Linked DNA regions of Rattus norvegicus: region 2 is linked to region 1. A link is a contact called in public Hi-C data. All regions are on one chromosome and are shown on one strand. Each heading gives the region's core, a stretch centred on a gene start, on an enhancer-like site or on the middle of the called end of the contact. The rest is flanking DNA. Distances are from core to core; before and after follow the strand shown.

Evidence for each region. A called contact is a pair of places that touch in the nucleus more often than the background predicts.
Region 2: a Hi-C map of kidney shows a contact between it and region 1, with 4 times the contacts expected there. The contact joins the promoter of Lpin2 here to the promoter of LOC102555687 in region 1. A contact is called at or near these places in 8 of 12 Hi-C or Micro-C datasets (Schwann cells, frontal cortex, hepatocytes and 3 more) and 1 of 1 datasets of contacts at active chromatin or transcription factors (oligodendrocytes).

The regions. Positions count from the first base shown.
Region 1 is chr9:118,343,994-118,349,495 of GRCr8, forward strand. LOC102555687 reads left to right here and starts at 2,577. Exons shown (of 5, transcript XR_357340.5): 1 at 2,577-2,789; 2 at 3,624-3,707; 3 at 4,048-4,177; 4 at 4,686-4,799. It overlaps Myl12a (myosin light chain 12A), which reads right to left and starts at 2,284. Exons shown (of 4, transcript NM_001135017.1): 1 at 2,173-2,284.
Region 2 is chr9:118,527,616-118,533,117 of GRCr8, forward strand. It overlaps Lpin2 (lipin 2), which reads left to right and starts at 2,740. Exons shown (of 20, transcript NM_001108236.1): 1 at 2,740-2,824. It overlaps LOC120094977 (U6 spliceosomal RNA), which reads right to left and starts at 820; the gene lies at 714-820.

The DNA.
Region 1 (5,502 bases), core at 1,327-3,826:
AGAATGGTCCCCTTATTCCTACAGGATCAGAGGAAAACTATCGCTATCTTCAGAATTAAGATCAGATGCTTGTCTTCATGGAGTTAATTCTGTCCGAATCTGGTAATGTGGTGCTGAGCAAGTTACTCCCCGGGCCTCAACTCTTTCAAGATGATAGTGATTCACAGGTCTCCACACTGGACCCGGAGCTTCACAGCCATGGCATGGCCAAACACCATCTACACAAAACACCACCAAACCACAAGCATGGTCGGAACACCCTCAGGTAAAGGAGCACAGAGACAGCAGAGAGAACCTTTGCGAGTGGCAGTATCCTCTCTGCTGTGGTTCTACACAAGTGAGGCTGTAAAATATAATGCTCAAGTTAGTTTAAGAAGTTAGAGCAAAATAAAACTGCAAATATTTTAACTTAGGGTGTATGGCAGGATCATCTGAGATCCCCACTTTGAGGGCTTTGTGAAAGATCTTTGATATGAAACTTAAGAAGCAGAAGATTTGCCCGCCGGCCTTCTAGAGAACATATGAAAGTTTCAGACCACCAGAAAGAAAAGGAAGGGAGCGGGTGGTCAAGACAGTTTCTGTTTACAGACGGAAAGGAGTCTGACTTAGTTTTAAACTAAGACAGGGTTGTAGCAATGCGTGTTGTATGGTGTGGGTTGTTCTGCAGTTCTGGATCATGTACGCTAGGTATGCACTCTGCCACTGAGCTACATTCCCGCCCAAGAAGTTTCATGTTTTAGCAGTTGACTAAATGGGAGCCTCTTGATTAAGGAAGACGTCAGACTATGAAGACAGCCTCGAAGAGGCTTTCCACACATGCCGAGGGCAACCAGATTTCACAGAATCTTTAGAAATGTAGAATTTATAGAAACTATGATAAAGTTTGATGTGGGGCTCATAACTGGGCTTATAATCCTAGCCCTTGAAGCAGAAAGACCATCTCAAGTTCCAGGCCAGTCTGGGCTAAAAGGAGACCCTATCCAAAATAACAAACAAACAACAACAGCAACAACAACAAAGTACCCTATGAAACCTTTTAATCCACACTAAGATATACCTGAGATTGCCTAAATTTAAATAGTAGGATCTCACATGCCTAAACTAGTAATAGATATAAAAGATAGAAATTCTTAATAGAACATTTACACTACAGCCTACTAACTTAATATCTTTTAATAAAAAAAACTCTTTTAAAACTGAGAAATATATCCTTTGGAAAACTCCCATTTCAAAACCTCACAGTGTGGTAGCATCTAGGTATGGCTTGCTTTGAAATCCAGATCAAATCAATGCACTTTTTTACAAGACGAGATGGGGGAGGGCGATAAACTCAGTTTTTTAAAGTGTATTTTCAAGCTGTTATTTCAGTTTCAAGGAAAACCACGTTTTTACTTCTTAGGCACACTTCCGGTTGAGAGTCAGCTTGGATTTTCCTAGACAGCCACACCCAAGAGTTCTGAGCACCTTTAAAAAAGTCATTAGTTGCCAGGATTGACTAATGAACCACGCTTCACTTTTGAAGACAAAAAATGCTTTTCTAATTAATCCTCATCAAAAGCCATCCAGAAAAAAGAAAATACCAGCAACTTTAGTGGAGATTCACTTTCGTCACCCTTTGACACAAGTTTTGCACTAAAGAAGTTAAAATCTTAAAAGATCCCTAAAGATCTTATATATTTACATCCCTACTGACTCTTAATATCAGGCAAACAAAACTTCAATCTCCTCTCTGTTCAAATAGCACTTTTAAAAGTTCTACTTAGAGGGGCGCGCGCTGAGCTGCAAAGACAGGGCCGAGGGCGGCTGTGCTACGGTTTTATCCACAACTCTCTCGGTTCCCGCAAGTTTACGTTAGCAACTCAACAGAGCTCCGGAGTCAGCTCTGTGGGGCTCTGGTTTCGCGGGCAGGCAATGGTCCAAGGCGCACCGCGCTGGCGAGCTAAGCAACATTTCCCAAGATCCAAGTTTGGGAAGCAGAGCGACGTCTGCGCCCGGGCTGCCCCGGCTCCCCGGCCCGTTGCTCCACGCCCCGCTCTCCCCGGGCTCGCGGAGACACACCTGCCCAGGTGCGCTCCCCAGCCGCGGCTCCCGGCGGCCCCCACGTTCACCGCCGCCCGGCGAGGACACCTCCTGGGGCCGGGCCACGCCCGCTCGGCGGCCAGCACCACTCACCCTGCTCAGCCGCGAGAACCAAGAGTGAGCGTCTCTGCGAAGCTTTGCCGCCGCCCTCACAAACTTTCTAACTTTCCAGCCGCCCAAGAACGGCCACTTCCGGCCTCCGCTCGCAAACCGGAAGGAAGCCTGGCGGCCATTCTCCGCCGCCTCTATGGGCCAGCCCTGACGGGAGGGGGACCTCAGGGAAGGTGTCAGAGCAGATGGCGGGCTCAGGGCGCCGATGAGAAGTACCGAACGGGGAGTTTAGGGCTGAAATGGACGTGTGGAGGACCTCTCGGTCTAATTACTGACTCTTCGTCTTTCTCGCGTCTCCGTTTGAACTGTGATTCTGCTTCCTCCCCCCTCTTCGGCAGATGGTTGCGCCTGTCCTGGAGCTCTCCTCTGCCCGCATTCCAGAGCGTGGAGATAGGCGGGGAACCCCGTCTAAGTCCATTTAGGGAAATTGAGGAGAGAAGTGCCGCGGGTCTCACGTGACTAGCCTTGGCCCCGCTCCCCAGCCCGGCGCCCCCGCTCGGCTGGAGTGCGCCTGCGCGGGAAACTAGTGTGAATCAGCCTGTGGGTCAGCGCCTCAGTGTCTGGGCGGCGCGGAAGGGAGTGTGCGAGCAACTCGAAAAGTATGAAAAGGAATTTTAAAATAGCTCCTCACTTTTCCCACGCGGGACGGAATACTAAAGTTTCAGGGCCGCGCTGCCTCTTTGGCCCACATAGAGTTCATGAATTCAGTTTTGATTGTTCCGCTCCCTCTTGCAAAACGTTCTCTGGAACTTTCTTCCAGAGTCCCCTTTTACCCTGATGGTGACTCCTGCCTGCCCCACCTACCGCTCCAGGGTGAATGATGTAATTGGAATAAAGTGCTGGACCTATTTACTCGCCGGGTCTTCTTGCGTGGCTCAGCTGCTAACAATAGTTCCTCTTTAAAGGAAGAGGGGTCACAATCCTGGCGAGACAATAAGGATATGTGTTAAATATCCCTAAGATCAGTTGTTTCCTTCAAGAAGCATTCGTCTCATTAATTAGTGATGCGGTTTAAAGTTAATTCAGAGGCAAGGCCAATGAGAGAAAAAAATACCGTAATCCTATAGATGGCAGAAACAAAGTTTCCCTCCCTTCTTTGATATTCACTTGGAGTGGTAACTAAAAATACAAGTAACTAAGTACTTCACCTCCAGCTCCCTAAGCTAAGGTCTTTAAGAGAGGGTTCTGGGTTGTCAAGGACTTAAGAAGCCCAACATGACTTCTAGGGAAGATTGGGGATACAGCCGTGACAGTACAAACTCAGAGGTCTGAGCAGTCAGAAACAGAGGTGGCTTCTGAGGCAATGAGGCTTCTGCAGTGCATGCACCTCCACAAGGATATGGTCTGCCCTACTGGAAAGCTCCCTGTCCGGAAGGGGAACACCAAACCGCATTCTGTGGACGAGGAAATGAGCAGCTTCTGTTCCGTCTCAGGTCTCAGCTGGAAAACAGTATCTTGTCGCTTTCCTAGGAGTTGCCGATGTATCCTTACCAAATTAATCAATAGGTTTTAAACTGGTAAGTACTGTGGAGGGGCTATGGTTTGCTCGACATAAATGAACAGTTGTTTCCTCGGGATTGGGTTGTGGGTTGAAAGAGAAAGGGCAGAGAATTACAGGGAACAAAAATGAATAGATTACAGAAGAGCAAATAAACCTACCTGGAAGCTAGGAAGATGTTACAGAGGCAGATTGCCCTGATTCTAGGGGTTAATAGAGGGAGGGAGGGAGAGACAGAGAGAGACAGACAGAGAGAGAGAGAGACAGAGAGACAGAGAGAGGTGTCAGGTCATCTGGAGGAGCAAAGAACCCGGCTCATTTGAAATTGGTTTCTGTTCACCCTGTATTCACTCCCACAGGTAACTATGGATATATGGATATACCAAGTCAATGTGGAAAGGACGTCTTAGACCCACTACGGAAGGCCTCTGACACTGTCAGATGAACCTGTTCTTTTGTAACCTATAGGAAATCTTCATGAAACAGCAGGTGAGCCCTTTTCACTCCACGTTTGACAGTCTGGATTCTCCACCATGTCTTTCCTTTAGCAAGCTGTGTAACTTGGAGAACAAGTCCCTCTGTTGACCTCAAGCCCAGCCAATTTTCCTGTATCCCTCCAGCCTGCCTCACAAGGCTTTCTGATTAAGTGAGATCATTTATAATGCCATTTTAATTAAAGACTTATTTATTTTTCATACATGGATATTTGACTGCATGTATATCTGCACACCAGAAGAGGACATTGGATCCCATATATGTGGGTGCTGGGTTTTGAACCCAGAACCTCTGAAAGAACAACCAGTGCTCTTAACTCCTGAGCTGTCGCTCTAGCCCCTCACTTGCTGTGGTGGTTTGGATGGGCTTTGTACAGGGAGTGGCACTATTAGGAGGTGTGGCCTTGTTGGACAAAGTGTGTCTTTGTGGATATGGGCTTTGAGTTTCCAATGCTTAGACTCCACCTAATGTTGAATGTCAGTCTCCTCTTGGCTACCTGCAGAGGACAGTCTCTCCTGGTTGCTTCAGATCAAGGTTCTTGGCTCCTCCAGCATATATCTGCCTGAATGCTGCCGTACTTCCCACCGTGATGATAATGGACTGAACCTCTAAAACTGTAAGCCAGCCCCAATTAAATGTTGTCCTTTATAAGAGTTGCCTTGGTCATGGCATCTCTTCACAGCAATAAAACCCTAACTAAGACCCTTATAAATTTAAAGGAAGATTTTTCTAAGTACAGAAAAGTGGCTCTTAAACTCTCTGTGGGATTGTACACGGGGTGGTATGGTGTAAATGGTGCATGTAACTCATTGTGCAGGTGTACACACCATGCATGAGATGTCTTCCTCTATCACTCTGTCTCTCCCTGAATCAGGAGCTCCCCGTTTCTACGTGGCTGACTGGCCAGCAAGCCTGCAGAATGCCTCCCATACCCTGCTGGTGTCTGCCCATCACTGTTGGAGATATAGGCTTATCAACAATCTCCCTGACTTCTAGTGGCTTTCAAATTTTTAGCTGAAACTTAAAGTTGGAAATTTATACCAGGACTGGCTCAGCCTAATGACCAGACCTAATGACCTAAGTTAAATCCAGGGACTCACATGTCAGAAGGAAAGGCCAACTTTCACAAGCTGTCTAATGGCACAAGCCATGTAGGAAAGGCCATAGCAAGCAAGTGAATTTTCTGGAGTTGGTCCACCATTTTGCATGGCTGTGATGGGTGCACTCTGGAGAGGCATGGGCCCCAGAGACTTCATCCCACAATTGCTTCTCCCTGGCATTCCTGCCGCTATTATATAACCTGATGATTCTTGGGCATC
Region 2 (5,502 bases), core at 1,490-3,989, 180 kb after region 1:
CGCTGACTTTAATTAATTAATTAATTTTTTTACATTACCCAACAATGATGAGCTCAGGTACTACCTAGAAACATTTTAAAAATAGTTTAGCAAGGCATGCCAATTCCACTTCTTTTTTTTTTTTTTCTTTGCTCTACCACTGAGCTAAATCCCCAACCCCCCAATTCCCCTTCTTATTGTGAAGAATGTTACCTGGGCTTGTAACCGGGAGGGGGGTGCTACAGCACAGTGAGGGAAATCCTGAAAGTACACGGAAAGATGTCTGGTTTTGTTTTTTTTTATTGGATATTTTTTATTTACATTTCAAATGTTATTCCCTTTCCTGGTTTCCCACCCATAAGCCCCCTATCTCCTCCCCCCTCTTTTATAAGGGTGTTCCCCCGCCCCAACCACCCCCCCTTTCTGCCTCCCCGCCCTGACATTCCCCTATATGTTGGTGTATGTTGGGGGGGGGTGTCCAGTCTTGGCAGGACCACGGGCTTCTCCTCCCATTGGTGCCCAACAAGGCCATCCTCTGCTACAAATGCAGCTGGAGCCGTGGGTCAGTCCATGTGTACTCTTTGGATGATGGTTTAGTCCCTGGGAGCTCTGGTTGGTTGGTATTGTTGTTCTTATGGGGTTGCAAACCCCTTCAGCTCCTTCAATCCTTTCTCTAACTCCTCTAACAGGGACCCTGTTCTCAGGTCAATGGTTTGCTGCTAGTATTGGCCTCTAAAAATATGGAACGCTTCACGAATTTGCGTGTCATCCTTGCGCAGGGTCCATGCTAATCTTTTCTGTATCGTTCCGATTTTAGTATATGTGCTGCCAAAGCGAGCCCAAGATGTCTGTTCTTAAACAAAATATCAAGAAGGCACGAAATTCCAGTCAAAACATCTTGAACCAAACGACAGTAGGGTCAGCAAGGCCTTCTCGCTTTGAAATGAAGGAAGAGACATCTAGACTAGAAGACATGATTGGTGGGGGAAGGTTCCGGGCTATGGACCTGGAAGGTGGCGGGGTCAGAAAGTGAGAAGAGACTTGGGCACTGAAGCAGATGGGAGTTGGGTGTGCCCCCACTTCACAGCGGAAGGAAGTTGAGGGACAGTCAATGAATATTTAATTAGTTCCCACTCTGTCTCAGTAGTAGTATAAAATCAGGCAGCCACCAGAGAATGAGGAAAATACTAGAAACAGGAGCCAATCCTTCGGAGTAAGGTGTCAAACCCCAGAGGGGGCGGTGACAGAGGAAGGGCGGGTTGTCTCGTACTTCCTGCATGATGAAAGGAAGGAAGCCTGAGAATATTTCCCTCCCAAGGTAGGAGGTAATGAAACTATCCCGAGAGAAACAGGAAAAGTCAAGATGGAGAATGAAAAGCTAGAAAACAAATAGTAACGGCGTGTTCTACAGTCCAGGCTGGAAGCTATGCTGGGCTTTCTATGGGAATCACGTGTAATACTCAAAGCGCCCCATTGGGAAGGCGTCGCTGTTTCCAGTGCATCAACTTGGGGATCGAGGACTGGGTTCTTTAATTGCACTTCCCCATAGCGGAGTAACATCCCTCGAACATTTACGGGAAACTTCCAACCTTGAAAAAATTTCTTTCACTGGTGAGATAAAAAGCCTCACTGAGGTGAAAAAAATCCCAGTAAACTTGGATGGCCTTACTGAGGCAACCTGGTTGAATTTCACCTGGAGGTACTTGGGCCGGGAAGTGAAAGGTTTCCTGGGTCCCAGCACAACCTATGCCCACCAGGCTTCATTGTTGCAAAGAAACTGCTGCGCCCGGGTCCCTCCCAGAGAGAGTCGGTATAAACGCATGGCTCAGCGGCCCCTAGACTGCTCACGCTCGCGGTGCACATGGAGAAATTAACAAGCCTTTAGAAGTGATGCCGTGGGCTTCCACCTCTACTCCCATCCCATCGGAAGGGCCGGCTGCAGAAAAACAAGACAAAAAGCAGGAGACGCCACTAACACTCCCAGCTGCAGCCGTTGAAGTGCACTTTTAAGTAGGAGGTGTTATCACTGAGCTCCAAGGGTAAATAAGGAAAGATACGGGTTCTGCAGCGATCCCATGATGGTGCACTCGCGTTACGCGGGAGACAACGTTTGCACACCATCACGCAGCAGACCGTTTGCACTTTTTTTTGGCTGCTGGGCTCTGAAGCCCCGCGCAGCGCCGCAAAGGTTGCCATGGGGACCGGAGGAAACTTTTAAAAGCGCTCTCCCGAGGCTAGCGCCGGCGTCGAGCCGCTCTCCCGGCGGGGCCCAGGGCTCGCGGCGCGCGGCCGGCGGGGGCGGAGCTCGCGTCACGTGGCCGGGGCGGGGCGGGGCGTGCGCGCAGTCTACCGCCAGCCTGGCCGCCGCCGCCGCCGCCGCCGCCGCCGTGTCCCATTCATGAGGCCCCGCGGGCTCCGCTGTGGCCCGCGGCTCCTGAGGCGGCGGCCCCGCCCCTTGCTCGCCCGCTTCTCGCCGCAGCCCGCCCGGGCCGCCCGACAGTCTGCCGAGTGAGAGCCGCGCGCCGTGCCGCAGGTAAGCGGGCCGGAGACAGCGCCGGGGGCTCCCGGGGGCCACGTCCCCGCTCGCGGCCTCTCCTCGCGTGGGCTACGTGGCCGCGGCCGCGCCGCCTGGGGACGCGCGGGCATCTGCGGAGACCCCCACGTCGGCAGCGGTCCTCAGGGCCCTGCGCGGCGCGGCCGGGGACCGCAGCCCGGGGCCTGGGGGAGGGGGTGCCGGCGCGCGGTCGCGGTCATCCCCCGGTCGGGGCTGGCGAGGTGCAGTTATTCCCTCAGGCCGTTGGCTTGCCCGCCGCCGCCTCCTGCAGGCCGTGGACCAGGTTCAGATGTGAGTAGCCTGCTGCTGGCGACCCCCGGGACACTGGGAGGTCCTGGTTGTTGTGGGAGCCGGAGCTCTACGGCCCAGTTTTGAGCGCCGCGGATCCACCCCAGCATAAGAAAATTATTTTCATTCAAATTTAGGATGGCGTTTCAGAGACATAATTATGCAGAACAAGACTAGGAAGATCGCCCTCGCTTTCAGAAAGTACTGGAACGCTGGATACTTGGAGAGGCTCTGGGGGTTTGCTGAGCAAGCGGCCACACTTATTTTTAATGCATCTTTGAGACAAAAAAATTAAAAATTGAAACTGAGTCTCTTGCTTGGCGCTGAAGCTCATTTGCCCAGCAGTAGGGATGCCGGTTAAGTTATTACTTAATCTCGCCTCACTAATTTAAAACGTTATGATAACACAGGTTCAATTTTGAAGTCTATTTTGGGATTATTTGCCACTTTGTTTATGTGTTGATCTGACGTTGGTGGTTTTCACAGGCTTAAGACTAAGAAGTGTGACAGGTGATGCTGGACTGGGCTTAGCGACACAGCCAGCTACCAGGTGTGGGAGGAAACAGGTGTTTTAGCCCTTTTTTTTTTTTTTGGCTGCCCTGCCCTGCCCTGTGTGCCCTCTCATATTGCCCGTGGGGAGCCACCTACGGGCTTCCTCCTCCCGGTTGAATGTGTTCTTGATTGTGTTTTATCGGTCCCGCCGATCTTCATGTTTTAAGTAGTAGCAGAATAGCTGTAGAATGCTAGAAACGAAACGGTTGGCTCAGCTTTTCTCGTTTGGCAAAATTGAGACTCAACAGAGAAGCTCTGTACTTAAGAGGCTCTGGAAATGGGAACATTTGAAAACCCTTGAACGCCAAGTGCAGTTAAGCAGATAAAGGGATAAAGGTTGGGGCTTTGTTTCTTGAATTGCTGTGTGCCTGACCTCATCACTTAGCATTGTGCATTTTGGGGTTTTTTTTGGGGGGGGGGGCTCTTACTGACTGGACTTATTCCCTGCACTGGGCACAGAATCTCTGCAGGCAAGACTCCAGTAGCTGTTTCCTTACCAAGCACAGAGGCTGGCTTTTAGAAGAGCTTCAGTTGGGGCTGCTTGAATGAACGGAAGAAGCAGCAAGCAGTTTGTCCTTGTAGGTCACTGGGAGCCAGTGGATCTTCCTGAAATGAAATCATCAAATTTTCTTGTATGGTATGCCATGGGTGGATAATCTTGGTGCTACCACAGGTCAGAGGTGGTCAAAGGTTAGGCCAGTGAACATTACAGCGGACATCCTGTTGGGTTTAAATATTAATATTTGACTTAAGTACAGTACGGGTCACTGCAGCTATTCTCTGATTGCATGTGTAATATACTTCAGCGATGAAACACGGACCTGGAATCCTTCCTGCTGAGAGGTATACTGGGCTGCCTCCCTTAGGTCCCTAGCAGCCTGTGGGCAAGCTTTTAAGTCTCCATTAAGTCTTCGTGTCTTTTCACTGGAGCACTCTGTCTGACCCTAGGGCCTGTCACTTTGTTTAGGGGTGGGGCTGTACCTGTTTTAGGGGTTTACTTGGAACTTTGCTTTAGCTCTGTCTGACTCCCTTCATTGCTAGCTACGTTACTGCTTTTGGCTTAGGTGCAGGGTCCTAGGACCTATCATATCACCTTCATGGCAAAATAGCTTATAGCTTTGTAGTCGGGGCTTCAGTTGGCTGAATTCTGTGTGAATTATGTTTCACTGAACATGGCAAGAGCTGGAAGATACACCCTAGAGTGATGATGATGTCCTGACGATAAGGTTTATATGTTTTTGAGATGGTCTCAGACAGATAGTTCAGGTCTTGAACTTAGTATGTACTGTGTGCCACCATGATTGGTTTAGGATGTTCCAGGACTTGAACTCAGGGCTTTGGCAAGTACTCTACCAACTGAGCTATATCCTAAGCCCCTTGTAATAACGTATTTGATTAAGTTTTCTTACTCACTTTGCTGACAGTTACCTAATTTGGGGGTCTACCTATGTCATAGGTCAATGTGTCCCCTTGTGTTCATGTAAACAAAGGAGGGAGTCAGGTGTCCTCCTCTCTTCCCTTGTTCCATATTCTTTTGGGACAGAGTCTCTCAGTCTCTCCCTGACCCTAGAGGTCATATATTTAGTTACTCTGCTAAGCCAGCAAGTCTGACTCCAGTTGCCCAGTGCTGGGGTAGCGGGTGTGTGAGAGACTAGTGGTGCTGGAATCTGAGCCCAGGTCTTCATACAGTAAACTTTTTTAGCCACTGATGGATCTCTCCAGGCACAGCAGTGTATTTAATAACTCAACCTTTCACATGTCCTATATTTCTCAGGATGAACATAGGAGGGAAGAATCACTGTCAGGGACCACGCGAAGTCAGTAGGGATCCCTAGCTATGGGTAGTGATCTGTGTGTGATGGTCGGCTGGCCAGAATACAACTACCCTGTCCATTCTAGTCTGTCTTCCTCACTGCCAACCCTGTTGTTTATGGCAGGACGCTTGAGTCAATGATCTCCTCCTACTGTTGTTATAATGTGGAAGGAGAGAAGAGGGAGAAATAGAAGAAAAGAGGTTAACCCAGTTGTAATCCCAGCGCTTTGGGATCCACAGGCAGAAGAAGTTCACCAGTTTCATGATTCGCTAGCCTGGGGTACAGAGCGAGACCTTATCTCAGAACAAAACAGAA